Linked DNA regions of Callithrix jacchus: region 2 is linked to region 1. A link is a contact called in public Hi-C data. All regions are on one chromosome and are shown on one strand. Each heading gives the region's core, a stretch centred on a gene start, on an enhancer-like site or on the middle of the called end of the contact. The rest is flanking DNA. Distances are from core to core; before and after follow the strand shown.

Region 1 (3,645 bases), core at 776-3,275:
TGCTTACAGCGCTGGAGGTCAGAAGTCTCACATGGGCCTCAAGTGCAGAAACCCTGGATTGGGCCCGGGTCTGTACCTTCTGGCGGCTCCAGGGAAGAATGTTTCTGGGCCTTCTGCAGCTTCCTTGGTTGGAGGCCACCTGCATTCCTTGGCTTGTGGCCCCTCCCTCAACCTTCAAATCCAGCACCAGCATGTCTCTCAGACCCTGCTTCCAGGTCGCACCTTGTTCTCTCTCTTCTCCTGCCCCCTCTCTTACTTAGAAGGTCCCTGTGACTGCGCTGGACCCACTTGGCTAATCCAGGCTCATCTGCCTTACCAAGGTCGGCTAGTTAGCAACCTTAATTTCCCTTTCCCGGGTAAGGTAGCGCAGGCACAGGCTGCAGGGATCCGGATGTGAACGTCTTTGGAGTCCATGATTCTGCCTGCGCCCACAGTGTTTATAAAGTCAGCTGCATGCGTCAGGGCAGGTACTCACGGGGCCGTAACAGACAGTCCAGGGGCTCGCGGTGGGTCTTCCTGACTGGGTGACTCAGGACCCTGGATTCCCTTCAAGCCCTGGTCTCTGCTTCCTCGGGACTCCCAGAGTGCCCTGATGTCTCATCACCAGTCGGCATAGGCAACACGCAGAAACACCCCAGATGCTCTCCTGCTGTGGCCTTGACCCAGGCTGTTCCCGCTCACTTCCCGTTGGTCTGAACCAGCTCACGCTCCACCCAGATGTAAGAGGAGCAGGACAGAAGCCACTCCCCAGTAACACTGTCCCCAGCAGAAGGGGCCGAGTCCTGCCATCTGCTGGACAGTTCATCCACGGCCACGATCCCTAAGATGGCGTGGGTCAGAGGCTGCCCGGGTCAGAGGCTGTCTGCGTGCTGCCAAGCACTTCCCCGCTCTGCATGCCCTCCCTGGTTCCTGTGTGCTGTGGTTCCGAGGCAGCCCCTGGCTATCTTTGAGGCCGTCTTTGGAGGCCTGTCCTCAGGCCCCTGTAGCTGCTCTGTAGAAAGGGCCGGGAGTTCTCATGTAGCCAGTGACCAGCAGCTATGGGGTGGAAAGGCCTTCCTTCTGGAGCAAGGAGCCGCCCACCCTCCAGAGCTCCCCTGGGACAGGGCTGGGGCTCTGTCTGAAGTCACCCTTGCTTCCTCACACCCTGTCAGTCTCCCCCAGAGCCCAGCCTTAGAGATCACAGCATCTTTGTCTCTCTGTCTGCTTCGGAGAAACCTGCCTGAGACAGCACGTGCCCAGGGCTGTGGCCTCAGCCCCATGTGTATGGACATGTGTGCCTCCAATGCACCCACTCCTGCACTCGGCCCTCCACCTTCACTCTCCTCGTTTCCCAGCAGAGAAAGGGGCACCTGGTTCACCTGGCCCCTCCCGGGAAGGTCAGGTTGGGAACCCGAAAGAAGGAAGCCAGCAGGGGGCAAGTACAGGCAGGCAGGTTCCTTTCAGAGCATAGCCGTGGGGCTCAACCCCTCAACCTTCGGCTCAGGATGTCTTGGAGCCTGCGGAGTGTCCCTGGGGTCCGCAGTCAGTAGATGGAACCGCGGGGCCATGAGGGTGCAGCCATGTGTGTTGCCTGGAAGGGGCAGGTTTGTAGAAGGGGCAGGTTAGTAGAAGGAGAAGGTATAATAACCTACAATGACGTCATTTCCCCCTCTTTCTTTTCTAGCCCTGTGTTTAAATCAGTTATTCTTTGGGAGTGATTAGGCTGTGCATGGCTCAGTGTGTACCTCTGGACTCCCTATCTCTGAGTTCAAAACCTGGCTCTGCTCCTTTGGAGCTTCTGCTATGTGGCAGATAAGCACCCCATGCCTCAGTTTCCCCACGTGTAAAACAGGGGTGATGCCCTGACTCCTGTGGGGCTTCAGGAATCAGTCCATGTCAGATGCTTGCCTGGCACACGGGAGTGTGTGAGCTGGGCCTGCCCTGGCAGCGAGAGAGAGCTGCTGCCCACCAGAAACCCTGGCTCTGGGACGGCTTTGTCTCTTCTTTGTTGGGCAAATGGGCTCCCAGCCGGGCTTGGGCCTCCATCGCCAGGAAGGCGGGACTGGGCTTGGGTACTTGGCACTAGCCTCCAGAAGTCCTTGGCAAGCCCTGCCTGGAGCAGCTACGGTGCCGAGTGCTTTGACACCAGGCGCTCCCAGAGCTCTGCCCCCACTGCCAAGCGGCAGCTGCTCCGGAGGGCACGGGGGGCTGGATTTGGCTGTGGCTTCTCCGGCTCTGCACAAGAGCCCCCCTTCCCTGGCCCTGCTGCAGTGTGACTGCCTCTGGCTCCTGTCACCCGCTCTGTCTCAGCCTCTGTTCCTGCGTTTCCAGCCGAGCTGGGATCGCAGTCTGTCTCTCTCCATGACCGACCTGTTTACCTTCTCGGGAACTTCTTGTCATGCCGGGAGCACGGAGCTTGCAAGTCGGGGCAGGCAGCTTTAGAAGCCCAGGCAGCCTGGAGAGGCTCTTTCCTTGCAAGTGGGTCTCTCCCCAGGAGCCTCCTGGAATATTTAGCAGTGGATTACCCACGCTGGGCCCAGGCACCCTCCCGGCCCTCTGCCTCCTGCTCTGCTGCTCACGGGGATCTGGTTCCCTGGCCAGCGTGTGACTCTGTGTGTCTGTCTGTGACTGGTTTAGATTTTTATGAAATAAAAAAGGAAAGAGAATTTAACTTGGGCAGTTGAAAAAACAATAAACCAAGCATTGAATAAAAGCAGATCTTTATATCTGGCAAAATTGCCTTTAAGAGGATCTGTTTACCCTAAACTACAATTTCTTTCCCAATAAGTTGGAGATAAAGATTTTAGATGGAAAAGATGAGATTGGCTGAGTAGCTGGAGGGGCTGTTCTGGAGCTCAGGGTGGGGTGTCCCAGGGACAGTGTTAGGGACCCCAGGGACAGAGCCCTGTCACCAGGCACAGACCATCTCTGCAGGGGCCACCGTGCACTGGCCCACCTGGCCACCACCCTGCCGTGGCCTCCCTCTGCCCACCCATCGTCCTTCATTCCCCTTGACAGCTCCAAGCTGATAAACTGTCACCAGGGAACTCGGCTGGACCGTTTGGTACCATGTGGGTTTAAGCAGTTTGAGAGCGCCACCCCCGCCCTCACCCATGACCTTCTCAGTGGGAGCAGACATCAGGGGAAAGCTGGGCATCTCTCCTGGCTCGCGACTTCACCACGGTTCTGATCCCACCGCGCTCTGAGTGTCTGCCGGCACGTCTGTCTCCCTTGCTACACTGCTGGGTGTGCCTTTGTTCACGAATGTTGATTGAGCGCTGCCTGTGTACCAAAGACCATGCCGGGCATGGGGGGCACAGAGGGGCAAACAACAGACACAACCCCTGCCTCCAGAGCTTTCATTCAAAAGGAAGGCAGATAACTCCCAAATGAGCAGGTAAGAGTGATGCCAGGCGATGAGATGGCCATGAAGAAACAGGGCACGGGACACGGAGACCCGAGGGCGTGGCTTAGACGGGTGGTCACAGAGGCCTAAGGAGGTGGCATTTGGCAGAGAGTTACAGGCCAAGCAAAGAGCATGTGCAAGGGCCCTGAGGCAGTGCCCGGCGTGCTTGCCCTCACCATGAAGGCAGGGACCGTGGCTCCCTTTCCTTATGACCTCTCCGGCATTTGGCACAGTATACATTATATGTGCTCAGTAAACTT
Region 2 (3,645 bases), core at 523-3,022, 250 kb after region 1:
ATGTGGTGGGCCGAGGGCCTGGCTCCGGTGCCCTTCTGAGTTCCAGGGCAGCGTGCTGGCGGTGGGGAGCACCTGCCGCGTTCTCAGCTGGGCGGGGGATGCCAGCCGAAGTTGAGTCGCTTTGGCTCTAACAAACTAGCCTTTGTCTGTAAAGTGCGTTTAAAATACACTAAACCCTTGTTGACCCCTGCGGTGCCTTATCTGGGGCCTGAGGGGTAGGGGCCCACACAGGTTGGGGTTTGGAAACAAAAAGCGGGACCACCAAATGGAGAGAGGACTCCTTTTGTCAGCGGTGCCTGAACAAAAGGCCCAGCCGCGCTCCGGGTGGGAGCGTCCCCGCCTAAGCCGATTTCCAGGAGGCGATGGGGGGGGGGGGGACACAAAGGGGCAGAGAGAAGGTCTTGGTGGGGCGCTTTGAAATGTGTCCCCTGGTCGGCCGCCTCATCCACTCCCCCGGGATTCCGCGCGCCCACTCCCCAGCAGGGGTGGCAAGGGTGGCGGGGCCCAGGTGAGCTGCCATCCCCGGCCGGCCTTGGTGCTGCTTCTGCCCGAGTCATCTCAGCCTTGCTCACCCTGTGTTTACGGCCGCCTCCGTCAGCAGGGACGGCAGAACCTGAGGCACAGGCTGCGCCTGACTCAGCCGCCACGCCACAGGTGAGGGCCCAGGGCGCAGGCTCTGGCAGCGGAGTGTGTCATCTCGGCCGCCGGCTGTGCAGGGAGCCGCCCCGCCCAGGTAATGGGGAGACTGGAAGAGGCGCTGACCTGCGAGGGCAGCGCCCTCTGTGCTTCCTAAGAGACTTTCCGAGAGCCTCGTGTTGGCAGCATTCCTGATCTCCTGTGGGCCGGGTGCAAGGATGGCTTTTGTCACTCTGGCAGAAGACACCAAAGCCAGTGGGGGAAGCGGGGGAGCTGGAGCCAGCCAAAGTTTTGACGCTCCAGGTTTTCTTTCCTGGAGCCTTGGGGGCGGTGCCTTGCCAGAGCTGGGGGGGGAACCAGCCAGGTGGCCTGGGGTCAGCCCCGCCTTGGGAAGGGAGCCGGGGAGGTCCTGGTTCTAGGCAGAGTGAGGCTGCGCTCCAGACAAGGAAGGCAGCAAGGTGTGCGCTGGAGCAGGCCCTGAGCTGTTTGGGGCAGTTTTTAGGACCCTGGCGTGTCCGCGTTCAAAGAGGCTTGTGGATCTCCAAACTAGGTGTCTTTGCACTGTTGCAAAGGGCCCAATTAAGCCACCGCCTCTGCGTTCTTGAACCCGGTCCTGGGGGATGGTTTTCAGAGCTCGCTAGGTGATCCTAATACACAGACTGGGGGCAGACTGAGGCTTGGGGCCAGGAGCGGGGCTGACAGCGCTCTCAAAGCAGGAAGCCTCTTCCGAAGGCCCCGCTGAGCCCTCCCCTCCAGCAGTCATTTCCCCGTCTCTGGGGGAAGTTCAGGGGCTGCAGAGCTGAGTGCCTTGTGGTTTAGAGCCGAAGCCAGGCCTGCCTGTGGGCTCAGCATCTCTGGCCCGAGGAAGCGCCGGGTCTGCACAGCGCCACTCTGTGGCAGACCAGGGTTCTGCACCTCCAAGCTGGAGCCCACTCCTGCCAGCCCTGGAGTCCTAAACTCCCCTTGAGCGCCCCTGGGGCAGATACCATCAGGAACTGGTGACTCCCACTTTTCTGGAAGAGTGCTGGTAAGCCAGAAGCCTGGCTGCTACCTTTTCCCTGCCCCCGGGAACTCGCAGGGGCTTGTGGAGCCGGCTAGCTGGGCCGGTTTTTCCTGGCCCTGTCTGAAGCCTTGGAATTCCCAGCCTGGGTTTTTTGAAGTCTGAGGATCGAACCCCAGGATCTGGCTGGGCTTGGATGGGAATCGTCTCTGGGTAGCATATGAATTGCCTCTTGTGGCTAACAGCAGGGTCCTCTGAAACCACAGGGCTTCCCTCCCTTTCCTGGTGTGCCAGGAGAGCTGTTATTTTAACCTGCAGAGATGCATGTTCCAGATGACATTTCAGTTTGGTGACTGTGCTGAGGCCGGCTGGCTTTAATTCCCCCGGCCCCCCCCCAGCCTCAGATCTCCGTGCGGTGTGGGACGCCGTGCTACTGCTGGCTCCACTTCCGCATGCTGGCCTTTCTCCCCCGGCTGAGGCCACAGCCTGGGAGGTGACGTTTCTGAGTGTCCCTGTCAGTGAGAATTTATTGAGCTCCTCCTCTGAACCCAGCCGTGTGCTTGCTGCTGGGAGGTGTACAGACAGATAAAACAGGAGCGTGGCCAAAAGCAGCCCTTTGCACGCCTGCCAAACGCACACTCGGGGGCCTTTTAATCTTGCTTCTGCAGCCCTGATCCCCCACCAGCCTCTTCTCTCACGCCCTCGGCTCCAGCCAGACGGTACCACACACCTGAGTTTGGCCACGTCCCTGTCCTACCATGGGCCGTCCCAGCAGCCTGGGATTCTCGTCTGCCCCAAAGCCCACTTGTTCCTGAGGACAGCCCACCTGCTCCTCCTGACCCGATACCCGCACGCCACCCCCGTGTCTGCAAACAGGAGTTCAGAGGGGAAGTGAGAGCCACCCCTGGGAGGCTGGGGCCGAGTCCAGGCCTGGAGGAAGGAGCTGGAGGCAGGTGGAGGAATGGGGAGCCTCTAGCGCAGTGGTCTCTCCTGGCCGTACCTTTGAATCGCCTGGGAAGCTTTAAAAGCAGTAGCGCCCAGGCCGTTCCTCCAGGCAGTTCAGCCCACCTCTCAGGATGAGGCCTGGGCGTCCATGTTTGAAACCCCCAGTTGATTGTCGCTGAGACCCTGGCTTTGCTTTCTAGTCACCTGGGGGCCAGGGCGGGAGGCTGGTTTGTTTTTCTTTGGTTTTGGAACGGAGTCTTGCTCAGCTGCCCAGGCTGGAGTGCAGTGGCGCATTCTCAGCTCATTGCAACCTCCGCCTCACAGGTTGAAGAGATTCTCCAGCCTCAGCCTCCCCGAGTAGCTAGGATTACAGGCCCTTGCCACTACGCCTGGCTAATTTTTTTGTATTTTTAGTAGAGACGGGTTTCATCACGTTGGCCAAGCTGGTCTCAAACTTCTGACCTCAAATCACTCACCTTGGTCTCCCAAAGTACTGGGATTGCAGGCATGAGCCACTGCACCCAGCCAGGGTGGGAGCTTTCCAATACTTGACCTCCCCACTCCGGAAGGGCCTTCTTCTGCGGGGAGTCAGTGTGGGGAGGAATTCCTTCCCCTGGGCAAGATGGGCTGATGCTGTTTAAGCAGGCTTCCCACCTGGAAAGCCAGAGACCACCTTGCTTCCCCCGGGGTCGGATGGAGCACCCTAGTGACTGAGCGTGGACATCTCCCCCCTGCTTCACCTTGCACGTAGGACCAGGCACCTCTCACCCAGCCGGGCACTGGATGCCTCTGGGCCTTGTGTGAGCCCCGGGCAGAATCCTGATGGTGGTTTGTGCCTGGCCCAGGTGTGCTTGGAGCCCTTCCAGAGGGGCTTTCAAATGCAGACTCCAGTTGACATGGGTAGATTTCCTGTTCTGAACCGGTCCTTCTGGCTGGAGGAGTTGGTGTGTCTGAGGAGGTGTGTTACTGTGTCTTTTGGATGCTGGATGGGTGGGGCGGTGCATGTGAATGGTGACGTAGACCCTCCCACGTTGATCAACAGAGCCCCACCCCCACCCCGGTGT

Evidence for each region. Hi-C and Micro-C count contacts between places; a contact is called where the count stands out from the background.
Region 2: a contact with region 1 is called in a Hi-C map of skeletal muscle, with 2.7 times the contacts expected there. The contact joins two enhancer-like sites. A contact is called at or near these places in 2 of 3 Hi-C or Micro-C datasets (both in skeletal muscle).

What each region holds. Positions count from the first base shown.
Region 1 is chr20:43,048,251-43,051,895 of calJac240_pri, forward strand. The region is part of intron 2 of GSE1 (Gse1 coiled-coil protein); the gene reads left to right. Among named protein-coding and RNA genes, the nearest start is that of GSE1, 210 kb to the left of the region's middle. Within about 2 kb of position 2,026, at least 5 of the 16 cell types and tissues checked have an H3K27ac peak or open chromatin away from gene starts, as enhancers often do. A contact at or near this core is called in skeletal muscle, where this site is marked.
Region 2 is chr20:43,298,384-43,302,028 of calJac240_pri, forward strand. The region is part of intron 2 of GSE1 (Gse1 coiled-coil protein); the gene reads left to right. Among named protein-coding and RNA genes, the nearest start is that of GINS2, 67 kb to the right of the region's middle. Within about 2 kb of position 1,773, at least 6 of the 16 cell types and tissues checked have an H3K27ac peak or open chromatin away from gene starts, as enhancers often do. A contact at or near this core is called in skeletal muscle, where this site is marked.